Regions from separate parts of the Mus musculus genome. Here region 2 is linked to region 1. A link is a contact called in public promoter capture Hi-C data. All regions are on one chromosome and are shown on one strand. The core of a region is the stretch at or near the end of the contact, and the rest is flanking DNA. Distances in the headings are between cores, read along the strand shown.

Region 1 (6,671 bases), core at 2,279-4,778:
TAAAAGCAGGCTTGGGGCAGGGAGTGGGGGGATGAGTCAGTTGGTAAAGGTTTGTGAAGATCTGAGTTAGATTTCCAGAAACCATCTTATAAAGCTGGGTGTGGTGACCCATGCTTATATCTCGGTTCTGGGATAATGAAGATGAGCAGATCCCTGGGGCTTATTGGCCAGTAAGCCCAACCCAATCAGCGAGTCCCAAATATCACCGAGAGACCCTGGTTGTTTTTAAAACAACAACAACAACAACAACAAAAAACAACAACAACAGCAACAAAACCAAGGTGGATAGCTCCTGAGAAACAGCATGTAGGGTGTGCCTCTGGTCTTCACACACATATGTGTGTCCATAACTCCCAGGCAGAAACACAGAAAGGAAAGAAAAATGCGCAGGAAAAATGACCATAAATTCACCTTTTAAACATACACAGCGGTATCCTTACACCTATAATAATAGATGTGTCAGTAAATGTATTGAAAATGGTTTGGAAAATGGTATCAGATTTGGGGACAGAGTTACAATAAACTCGCCTTAGTTATGGTTTTATTGCTGAGATAAGACATCAACACCAAGGCAACTTATAAAAGACCTTACCTGGGGGCTCACAGCTTCAGAGGGTGAGTCTGAGTTGATCACAGTGGGGGGCAGGGCAGCAGGCATGGCATTGAAATCTCAGCCGAAAGCTCACATCTTGAAATACATCCACAAGACAGAAAGAGCTAACTGGGAATGGCCGGGCGTTTTTAGCCTCAAAGACCCCCACCCCAAAGTGATACACCTCCTCAAACTCCTTCCCACATAGTTCGACCCACTGGGGTCTAGGAGTTCAAACCAGCACAAACCCTTCCTTCTTTAAAGGGGATCTGTCACAGTGAGAAGAATAAACAGGAGAGAGAATGCCCAAGGCACTGTGTAATGGGAATCTCTGTGATCCATCCTTTCATTACCAGAAGGAAAACAATCTTCAGAATTCAATATTAAATTTCTTTTGTAAGGAACAAGAAATCTGAAGACAAACGCAATGTATAGAGATTCCCATTTTGCTCTCTATTAAGAGACCTTGTCGTTATGAAGCAAAGGCAGCTTTGTCCTCGGTGGAAGAGTTTCTGCGGGGTCTACTCTGTCCTGGAAGGTTATCCGGTGCTGCCAGACAGTAATGTCTGGGACAGAAGTCTCAGAGTTTCTTCTGGAAGCAATCACGTCAGAGAGCTGGCCTCTTTCCAACTGCCAGCTGCTAATCCCAGCATCTCATGCATCCTGACTAAAGAAACAGGCCTCAGACATGGGAGGCCGAGGCGGGAAGATTGCTGTGAGGTCACAGTGAGTTTGAGGCCATCCTGGGCTATAGTGTGATACCCCATTTCAAAACAAAACAAAACAAAACAGAAACAAGCAACCAAAACCAAAACCAATGCAACTACTGAGAGCAAGTGAGGGAGGGGGAGAGAGAGAGGGAGGGAGGGAGGGAGGGAGGGAGGGAGAGAGAGAGAGAGAGAGAGAGAGAGAGAGAGAGAGAGAGAGAGAATCATGACAAACATGTCTTATGACTCACTATGTATCAGGCCTTATTTATCTGCAGGGCTCAGCACCCTGAATTTCCCCTAATACATTAACTTAAAGAGAACAGCAGCTTTGGGTGACCATTCAACGGATCAAGAAAGCTGAGGTTCAGTAGGATTCGGGACATTGAATCACATGCTCACACTATCCCACGCTCCCTCAAGCTCCCCTCCCCCAACTACATTAAGCAATGAGGGCTGGCTTTGTTTCAGTGAGTACGCGTACATCAGTTTTCAACTTCTTCCCAGGTGAGCTAAGGGGTAAGAAAGGGCTACCATTGCTCCTATGGTGGCCCTGGCAAGTGACAGTGGTTAGGAACAGAGCAGGATCCACTAAGTCCGAGCCACAGGGAGTACAGAACTCTTTTGCACATCCTAGGAGACAGGAGTCTGTTGACTCTGCCAGGAGCAAGGGGACTGGAAAGCAGAGGACACATTCCCATGGAGGTTGCCCTGCCCTGCCAGAATGCAAATGTCCTGGGTTCCTTCAGTTCTACTTATCAAAAAGAGTCTGTTCATCATGCCCGGCTCATTCATGGCTGGGCTCTAGTGCTATCCATTAACAAAGAGCTGAAATCCCTCCAACTGGTATTCCTAGGTGGCGAGGAGGATTTCTGATGTTAGTCCTGTTTCTAATCTATCACCAGAAGTGAGGTAGGAAAAATAAACAACATGGTCCAACCAGCAAGGTGGGTGGTACACTTGCCTTCCAGGTGCTGAGAAATCTTAGAGAAAAACGAATGGTGTAGGTAGCAAAGTCCTCACAAATTGAGATGCTCAGAGAAATTTAGCAAGAGTGGCAGATGGGATAGATGGATTCATTTAAGTCGAAGTCTATTAAGCAATTTTGGGGACATGTTTGAATGGAACATGTTGGTTTTTTCCTAGCTGCCTCCAGCTAGCTCCCAATGATGGTCCTAGTAGGACACAAGACGTTACACAGCTAAGCCACACCATCGACCCACATATGCTTACATTCACCCAAGGTTCTGCATGGTCCCCTTTTCTAGGCAAGACCAGACCTCAGCTTACTATAAGATCTTCCCAATTTCTAATATGCAGAGCAGATTCCGTTTTCTTGGTGACACATTTTTTCTGAACACTCTTAGCTCATTTCAACTTCCGCCAAGGAACTGGCCCTGCCGTGAAAGTCCATACCCTTGCCACACTGGTCTGGGGTCACTGTACACATGCCTAGCTTCCCTGAAGAGCTAAGCATGATCGTTCTCCAGCTGCAGCTCTGTGAAGACCAGGATGGATCTCCCTCTCTCTCTGACCCTGGGCAACCGGTCCATGAGAAACAATGTTATTTAAAAAGATGCATGGGTGAAGTAATGTCAGGTACAGCGCCTGGCTCATCTAAGATGTCAAGGTCTGAGAAATATTTCCCAAACCACAAGTATTTAAAGTAAGGTAATTCCTTACCCACTGGCACCTTAGTTAGGTAGCAATTCATCCAAACCTGAGAATTATCCATGTCCCATAGAGGCAGGCCCACTCGCGCACACACATCACAGCTGAAAACAAGCCTCCAGAGGTTCCTTCCCCGCCCCCATCCTAATGCAGGTTTTGAGGTTCATGGTGCTGAGTGCCAGGACATTCCAGCCCCACCAGAATACAGCCCAGAATTAAGCAACGCTTCAGTGTGGAGCAGAAGGGCTCCCGGGGACAGCAGTGGTAAGAATGGAAGGATGCTTCACAAATAGAAAAGTTATTGATTACGGGGGTAAGGGTGTCTTTACAGTTTAGGGAATTCCTAGTAAGCAAACAATTCTAAAGAGGTAACAGAAGGTTAAGGTCTCATTTACCAGCCCCTAGGGTCAGAAGAGACATCTCAAAGCGCCACGCGTCTACACACCTGGCAGTCAGGTTCTCCGGTGATGCGAAGTCCTCTGGCCAACCTGCTTGCTCTGTGCAAGTGCTGGGTCTGAGGGAGGGGCTTAGCATCACCCAAGAGCCTTGAGCTCGCTCAGTCTCTGGTGTGCGCGGAGCAAAGTCTCCGCAGTGGCTCTACCAGCTGGGACACACAACCATCGCACAGATCCCCGGGAACGCCAGAGACAAAATGATTTTGGAATTTTGCCTGCTATGAAACCAAGGATGGGATGATCACTCCCCTTGCCCCCACTCACCGGTTTCTCGGAGTTATGTCCATTTCCCCTTTGCTTCTGACTCCTGAAGGCATCTGCGAAGAGACCGGATTCCAAGGCTCACCGAGAGAGGAGACAGGGTGAAGTGGATGGTAGCTGGGAGGTGTACTCTCTAGAGTCCCTGCTCTACCCTGAGGGATAAGGATGGAGGGGTGCAAAACAGCCGATTTCGTTCCCACTAAGCCTCCGGGATCCTTCTGGGACGTCGCATGGTGGGTGACTGGGACTCTGGGAGGAAGAGACTTGCAGCGAGCAAAACTTTCGGTCCTCCAGCGGCGACTGGACGAAAGAACCTGTGCTTCTTCCCGGGGTCGCGCCAGGGTTGCTGGCTGGACAGGGCGGCGGGGCGCAGCATCCTGGCGCGAGGCGACCCTGCCCGGCTGAACCGGCGGCGCACTCAGGCTCTGCTCTCAGCCTGCCGGACTCCGCGCTCTCCCGAGCCCCGCGCACACGGCGCCTCTCTGGCGCCCCCAGCGGCTGCACGCAGCACAGCAGGGCCGGGCAGGGCCGAGCGCGCCCCGCCTCCCGCCTCCTCCGCCGCCCTCCTCCCCCTCTCAGAACACTCAATGTCGGAACGTTCCGAAGATGACGTCGGAGCGTTCTCGAATCCCGTGTCTCTCGGCTGCTGCTGCCGAAGGAACAGGGAAAAAGCAACAAGAAGGAACAGCAATGGCGACACTGCACCGCAAAGTGCCCAGTCCGGAGGCGTTTCTGGGCAAACCCTGGTCCTCCTGGATCGACGCCGCCAAATTACACTGCTCCGACAGTAAGAACCCCACCGCCTGTACCTCCTTTTATTATCCTGTAACCTTTCCATTCACCTAGAGCCACTGGGAAAAAGTGTGTGTGTGAGAGAGAGTGGCCCCCGGCGTCCTCCATGCTTCTCTCTCTCTCTCTAAATAAATACACACAGACACAGACCATCAGAGCACAGAGAGGCCCGGCTGCCAGCAAAGCTGTCTGTCTGTCTGTGCCTGGCTCTCCGGGGCAGGCAGCCTGCGGGGTGGGCTTTCGCAGCCCCACGGTGGTGTCTGTTTAAAAGGCGACTCTGTTGCTGCTTGCATAGTTTTTTTTTTCCTTTCCTTTTTTGGGGGTACCTATCTGGGCCAGGTAGATGGAAAGCCAGACTCGGGAGAAAATGTTGCATTGTCAAATTTTGCAAGATTTTCAGATACAGTATTTAGATCGATCTGTTTGTCAATAAACACTCTCCCTCCCCCCTTGACTTTGGCATCCCCCCTTTTTTCCTCATTTTCTTTTTTCCTTTTCTTTTTCATCTGCAGATGTAGATTTAGAAGAGGCTGGAAAAGAGGGTGGCAAAAGCAGGGAGGTTATGAGGCTTAATAAAGAAGGTAAGTGGAGCTCTTGGCATGTTAGTGTTAGCTTGTGTGGCAGAGTCTTCACAGGCTTTGGAATATAATGTGAATTGTTCTGTTGGGTACAGAGTGACTAAGGCTTGTCAGAAATTGAGCACGCCCAGGTGACTACTGCTTCACTGTTAACTTCCTTCTTCGAAGTATAAATACAACTTGGGGGGGGGGTCTTTCAGTGTGGGGGAGGCTGTGGAAGGCAGAAGTTTACTGCACTCCGCTGGAGTCCACATTGGTCTCTGCCATTCTCCTTGGAGCACCATTGGCCAATGGTGGTGGTGGGGTTTGAAATCCCTGAGTGAGGAGGCATGGGGCTCCCTTCACAAGCATTCCAGCCTCCCTTGTATGTAAATTCACAAGTTTTAATGAACCCCACATGGTCGGTCATTCCGGCAGCTTCTCCACTCTCACTGAAAACCGTTGCACATGGCAAGCCTTGGCTGCAAGTAGCATTTTGTTACTTGTTGCTGGTCACGGTCACAGACTGTAGGCAGTGACCAGGGTTAGGGGTTATCAATATGTGCAGATCTTTGGCCTGCACTCTGACCCCTCCCCCCACAAATCTGTGCTTCCCAGCATGAAAATATGATACCTGAAAGGGGACACATTGAACAGACAATGACCCCAGATCTGGCATGTGAGTGAAGCCATTATGTCAGGCCTGGGCACACCATACACCTTTGGTTGTTGTAAATCAGTGATCCTTGTTTGCAAGCCTGCCATTGGTCACTCTGGCCTCTGGCTTCAAATGGAGCCACACTGGAGGACCTACTTTGTGCTTAAAGAAAGGATGGGTTCGTTTGAATTGTGATGCACTATCTGGAGTCTTGTATGGAGAACTGGCCGAAATTGGTGGTGGGAAGGAGTCATGGAGGGGCCAGAGGAATTGATGGGGGTTGTCAAAAAAGTTCAGACGTAACTTGACAGTAGGAGCATTTTCTCATCCGCGGCGAGTGGAGAAAAGCCATTCGAGTCTGCAGCCTAGTCCACTGGTGAAAGGGGGTGTTGCCCGCAGAGGTGGATGAGACCTGCTTGGAAAGTTGGGACTTGCGGACTCACACCAAGAATTGCCGATTTTCAGTGCCACACTATTTCCTGACCGTCCAGTAAGACGAATCGCTTGTGTTTCAGGAAAGAACGTGGACATTAAAACATTTACATCTTAACTCAAGGGCTGTTCTCCGGCACTGTGTTTCTGCTAATTAAGTACTTTGGGAACAAAACATTATTCTAAAGATGTTTGCCTCTAAATATCTTAGCGTGATCTTGATGCGTGTGTTTAGGATCCTCGGGGGACTGGCGTCAAGCGGGCTTCTTACAAGTGGCAGCTTATTGGTGCTAAATGTTCATGTGTGTTGGCAATGGAAAGGGATCCCCAGTGGTCGCCTCTCTTCCCAGGAAACTCTTGAGGTCTTGAACCTTTTAGAGAGCTAAGCTCTCAGACCACCAGCACTGTATGCTAAAGTTGACTCAAGGCTGTGGCGTGCACAGGATTGGCACGTGGCAGGCCAGGGTGATGAGTTAGGACCATAACCCACAAAATTTATCTTCCTGCTGCCCCATCTATGTCAGACTGCTCTTGTTCTCAGGTTCT
Region 2 (6,296 bases), core at 1,854-4,353, 2.9 Mb after region 1:
TTCCCCCATGGATTTCAGTAGCGTAGAAGATAAACAAAAGTTTACTGGTAAAATACAGTCCTCAAGACCATATGCAATAAATGAGAAGCGGCCTCATCAAACATACTCACTTTAGAGTCCAGTTTGGTTTGCTCTTGCATTTCCAGGTTGAGACTCATGTCATCACAAACCAACTAACACTGTTGACTGAAGAAACTCATCATCTTTAAATATAGGAAGCTCTGAAGCAAGTGGCTCTGTTCCTTATGACACACCAATTCTACTTCCCCTTTTCATCTGCGTGTACAGATTGTTTACACACAGTACATTAACCCACGGTTATGTCAGTACTGCGATTCCCTCAGTTAAAAGACGCATGGCAGAAAAGAAAAATCCACCATTAACCGCTCTACAGTCACTGGATTCCCAAGACAAATTCAGGGATGTTCCTCCCATCGTGTTTGAGGGACCTGCTTTCTACTTCTAGACTGGTCACACTGAGAACTGTCTGGCTCACTTGAGGGCACACAGCTTGGCTGAGAGTGCCCCCGAGTTCTCAGAAAATGCTTCAAAGCAACAGCGGTGAAGTCTGACACAGGCATGCATGGGCCTTCCCGCCAGCTACCCTGGTTCTAACACTTGCAGAAATGACCTCATCTTTATCACTGCAGCACTGAGCAGAACACAAGCACTTACCAGGGCCAGAGTAGAACCTACAGAGGATCTTTTTATTCCCGTCCTAAAAAAAAAATACCTCCTAATCGCCAAATTCAACCCTGGTAGAAATCACACTTTTTTTTTTTTCATCTTCAAATGTTGAGGGAGAGACAGGGAAGAAGACACAGGTGTTTATGTTTAGCTAGATGTTAAAAATCAAGTCTACCCTTTCCTTCTGTTCACCTCGCTGTCATAGTCACTTTGCCTATTTGCAATGCTTAGGAGGAAATGTTTAGACAATAACTTCTTTTCCCTTTGTCTAAAACAGTCTAGGACTTTGAATGGCTAGCCATATTTATATTCCCATGAATTTCCAATTAATTTTCACTGCATACCTGATAAAAAATCAATAACACACACTTTGGAAGTCAATAATTTAGGGCAGATATTAAATAATCTTAACATATGCCTTTAGGGTCAACTTTTCTTTCTCCTGGCTTTCACGACACGCTGTAAATACTGCTGGAAATAATATACCTTAAAAGCAGTATTACTTGATTTGAAAAAAGAAAAAAGGTTCTTTTTTTTTTAAATGTATATATTGCACATTGATGTCTACAGATAGCCGAAGAGGCACAGAAGCAGCCACTGTACCCTGCACTGTGTGTAAGCAGACACTGTAAGATGGAGAATCAGGTAAACAGATGACTGAATCACTGAGGGGGGGAGGGGGACTCAGGCACAAAATAGAATGTGACGTTCTAAGCAGACCATTCATGTTAATAAGAGAAATTGTTCAAGAACGGATAGGAATTTACAATATAGCAATGTGGTAAGCATGCCTCACACCGCACAGGTGAACTTAATATGAAACTTGACATGGATTTCCAGTGACAGGAGCTGTTTCGCCACCATGTATTCTAGAATTTTTCTGCCAAGTGTACCATTTGTGAGCATGTTGACTGGATTCCCAGGAACTAGCCAGAAAAATATATACACCATCGGTGCCTATGTCAAAGCTTTGCCATCATTTTCAGACACACACCAGAAAAAAAAAAAAAAGGTAAAATGACCCGTGACCTGGTGTCTCTGCTTGTCAACCACAAGCGGCCTCTCTTGTCCATAGATGTAACCTAAGCTGGCCCAGATGGCCTGGCTCTGCTAATGCAGGGAAACTGGGTTTGTTTTCAGGGTGGGTGCTGCAAGCACCAGATGTATTTATAGAAGAGAACAAGTCTCCGATGGAATGAGATGACCGAAAGGAAGTTTCTTCCACGCAGGAGAGGCAGCTTGTGGAAAGGTCTAGATTCCACAGCTTGGTTCCAGTCCAGACTCTCCAACTACCAGTTATGAAAACTTAGTAAAGCCTTTTTTGGTCTTTACCGTTATAAAATTTAGACAACTGCGCTTGCCACAGATAGATAACAAATTGACAAATGAAAAGGCTGGGGTGGTGAAGGTTTTCAATAAACATCACCTCAACTTCCTGCTGTCCAGCCACAATTATGCCTCAAAAAAAAAAAAAATCAAACTGAGTTTTCCATGTTAAAGCTGGAAGGCATATGCTGATACGTAGGGAGGAAAAAATAAATAAAAAAATAAAAACGACTTGGGTGGAGGACTATATACTGAAGGACTTCGCCAAAAATGGAGCTAGAATATTGATAAAGGGGAAGGAAGATGGCATGGGAAAAGCATCAGGCGAATACCTCACGGGCAGAAACATCAACAAAGAGACTTTATGTAAGCACGAAACAAACTTCGGAAGCCACGGATATCCTGTGAACCTGCTCTATGGCCTCCATTCAAAAGGCAGCTTTTAGAGCTGTGCCAGAAGCGCGCCATCCACAGGCCGCCTGGTCCATCCCAGGCCCCACTATCCCGCAAACCTGTCCCCTAAGCCCGGGCTGCTCTCCAGCCTCCGAACCTCCAGATGGGATGGCCAGCCGAAAGCGTGCGGCTAGAGGGATTGAGATGGAAACCTGGGGATGGATGAAAGAATGGGGAGAGTGGGAAGGAACGCGAAAGTGAAGGGCTGCAGAGAGCAGGGCGAGGGGCGAGCGCCACAATGAAGGACGGGCGGAGACTGCGACAAGCAGGCTCGGGGTCCCGGGCGGGGGCTGCAGGCGAAACTGGGGCGTGGGAAGCCCGCAAGGGGCGCGGGATGGGGCGCAGGCGAATACTCAGGCGGGGAGGAGGCCGACGGCCCCCGCAGGTGCCACCGGGCGCGGGCTACTCACGGTATACAGCAGGTTGAGCGCGCACAGGCAGTTCTTGGAGCACGAGAAGCCCCCGCACACCATCGTGGCGCGTGGGCTAGCGGGTGCCTGCGGGTCGAGGCGTCTTCCGCCGGGCTGGGCGAGTAGCTTCTGGATCCTGGCCTCCTGAGCCTGTGGCCCGGGCTAGGCTCGGGGCTCGGGTTCGGGGTTCAGGATCAGGGCTGCAGTGCCGCGCCCGCAGCGGCTCCCACCCGCTCTGCAACCTGCGGCCGCAGCGGATCCGCCGATCGCGCGCCCCGCCCCGCCGCCTCGTCTCGCCCTGCACTCTGATTGGCCACTGCTAGGGAACAAAGGTAGAGATATGCAAATCAATGCGCTCTGGGGTCCGGGAGAGGCGGGGCAGCTCAGCGGAGGAGAAGGAGGAGGAGGAGGAGGGGGCCCCGAGACTGTCTGGAGGGAGCCGGCCTCTGGCTCACGAGACTGTGGCCTCTGTATAATTTCCCCCCTCCCAGGTGAACAGCAGAGGGCGGGGCTCCACGCTGGCAGGAGAAATGACAGCACCTCTCTCCATTCTTGCCCTGTGGGTGACGTGGCACCATTTTGAATGAGATGATAAAACAAATCGAAGCACCTGGCCTCGTTTGAATGAAAGAAAGACGACAAGAATGAAAGATTTACAGAGAACAGGGAAGGGGGCAATGAAAGGAAAAACATCAGTGAAAGACTAAAAAGAGCAAATAAAAACTAATTTCTCTCGACATAGGTAAGAAAGGTAACCTGTAATTGTGACAGATTTCAGATCAAGAGGACTTAATCTACAGGGATTTTTGAAATACTAATAAACCTTATGAATACATATGTGCAAAATAAATCAGGAGTCTTTATTCTTGTAGTGGGATCCTGGGTTTTAGGGGCCTATTTTTGCATAAATACAAGCTAGGAAGCCTTTCGATAACAGATTCAATTAATTTATCATCACTTTTGTTTGCTGCATCTTCATCCTGATTCCTAACCTCTAACTAGATTATTAGAAGTATATCATGCACTATTTGACAGACCCCCTTGCATAGAATAAAGTGTCCTATCAGATGCACCAGTGCGCCTGATGGTTTTAAGGCACTCACTACTGGGTTCCAACTGTTAAGCGGCAGTAAAGGCTTGGTATTTTCTATTTGGTATTTTCTATCAAAAGAAATTCTACCAATAGGTTTTATAAAGAGATTTTTAAGGGCCTTAAGAGTTGGCTCAGCTGTTATGGCACTTATTGCTTTTACAGAGGACCCCAACACCCAAATGGCACTCACAACACCTGTCTCTCCAGTCCTGGGGATCCAGTGCCCTCCTCTGACCTTAGTGGGCATCAAGCATGCACATGGTACACACATGCAGGCAAAACACTCGTAAAATAGTAAAATAGATCTTTTAAAAAGCGATTTTCAAATTTACTGTACATTTTGAGCCTAAAACTTCTCACGGTTAGGTGAATGTATGTCAAAAAACAAAAACAAAACAAAACAAAAAAAAAACCCAAAAAAAACAAACATAAAAATCATTGACTTAAACAAGTTAATTAAATACCTTCTCTTCAAATACTCCAGCCTATTTGTACTTCCTTTAGAACTCACCATGCAAATAAACACTCATGGATTTTACGTCTCTTGCAATCCTTATCAATCTTGTATGTATTCCCAGAAACATTTTTAAAAATTAGTATGGGAAATAACTCTGCACTCCAAACTATACTGCTCTACTTTTCTTTTTAAAATCCAGAATTTTAATACTTACATGGTGGTGCACGTCTTAAATTTCAGTACTCTGGAGGCAGAGGCAAGCAGATCTCTGTGAGTTTCAGGTCAGTCAACACTGCATAGGGAGACTCTGTTTTAAACTATATAAATAAAACTAAACTAAGCAGTTTACAAAGAAGTGTCAACAAGAAAATCTGAGACTCCAACACCAATATCCTATCCAAATAAAGCGTAAGCAGTTTTCAGGGTGGAAGTAACTACTTCAGTCTCAAGCTTTTCTTTTCTACATACTTCGTGTATTTTAAACATTCTGAAAGATTTGGGTGGGCAAGAGAATTGTATTTGGAAGTCAAGCTTGATAGCATATAGCTATAATCTCAACCCTGGGAAAGCAGAGGCAGGAGAATTATGAGTTGAAGACTAGCCTAGATGGAATAACAGAATCTATCTAAGAAAGAAAGAAAGAAAGAAAGAAAGAAAGAAAGAAAGAAAGAAAGAGAAAGAAAGAGAAAGAAAGAAAGAAAGAAAGAAAGAAAGAAAGAAAGAAAGAGAAAGAAAGAAAGAAAGAAAGAGAAAGAAAGAAAGAAAGAAAGAAAGAAAGAAAGAAAGAAAGAAAGAAAGGAAGAAAGGAAGAAAGGAAGACAGGATCGGACTCCCAGAACTCACAATTCCAGGGGATCCCACCACTCTGGCTTCAGTGCACACCTGCACTCAAGTGCACATATATTCACATCACCAAAAATAGCATGAATCAAAAGAAAATCTTTTGAAGTATCAAAAGGAAAGACATCCAGTGCTGAGGAGGTAGAGACAGGCAGATAGCTTCCTGGGGCTCACTAGCTGCCCAGTCTGGCCTATGCAGCAAGCTCTTAGGCCACCATGACTGTGTTGTAAAGTAGGGGGGAAGTGCCTGACGAATCATAGATACCTCAGGTTGTCTCCTTGCCTCCTCATGCACGCACACCTGTGCTTGAACACCTGCATGCATGCATGCTTTATCACACAGTCATGAATGCATACTCACATGTCCATGTGCACAGGCAAAATAAAAGCATGGCTTCAATCATTGTCCACTGCTTTAAACTGGTGTCTATTACATGGGCTGAGTTGTTAACTGACATAGGAAGGCAGGCTTCATAAAAAGTGTTTTGGTATGAAATACATGATTCTTTCATGAAGAAATAAATGAACTGGATCTTTATGCTACCCTCGGTAGACTAGTAAGGAAGTGATGTGCTGATTGCCTCCTACCCAGTCGATGGAGGAGACTGTTCAATCCACTTCTACACCCCAACCCTGTTCTTTTGTCCCTTTCCTGCTCCCTTTCATTCCTCGCTATCTTCCCTTGCTCCACTCGCTCTTTGTTCTTTCTCTCTCTGTAGCATTTGTTGTTATTGTTATTTTTTTTCTGAGACAAAGATATCTACTTATATAGCCCAAGCTAACATCAAATTGCATCCTCCTGCCTCAGCTTCCAGGTGTTGCAAAATACAGACATGGGCCACAACCATCAGCTGCTTGGGATGTCATTCTGAGCCGCAGCAAAGACAAATTCTTGTGAGTCTTTCCAGATCTTCCAAGAGTTTGCCTGCCAAGGCTGGGTTAAAGGTGAAAGAGGTTAATCGGAGAGGAAAACCTCAGAGTGGGACTCAGGAAGAAATAGGAGTCTGGGAATGCTAGACCAGCAGCCAGC

The links. Promoter capture Hi-C pulls out the DNA fragments that hold promoters and counts their contacts.
Region 2: a promoter capture Hi-C map of embryonic stem cells shows a contact between it and region 1. The contact joins the promoter of Tspan13 here to the promoter of Atxn7l1 in region 1.

The regions. Positions count from the first base shown.
Region 1 is chr12:33,143,443-33,150,113 of GRCm38.p6, forward strand. Atxn7l1 (ataxin 7-like 1) reads left to right here and starts at 3,529. Exons shown (of 11, transcript NM_001374022.1): 1 at 3,529-4,473; 2 at 4,991-5,059. The coding sequence starts at 4,293. F730043M19Rik (RIKEN cDNA F730043M19 gene) reads right to left here and starts at 4,144. Exons shown (of 6, transcript NR_015602.3): 1 at 3,690-4,144.
Region 2 is chr12:36,039,375-36,045,670 of GRCm38.p6, forward strand. It overlaps Tspan13 (tetraspanin 13), which reads right to left and starts at 3,104. Exons shown (of 6, transcript NM_025359.3): 1 at 2,877-3,104. The coding sequence starts at 2,939.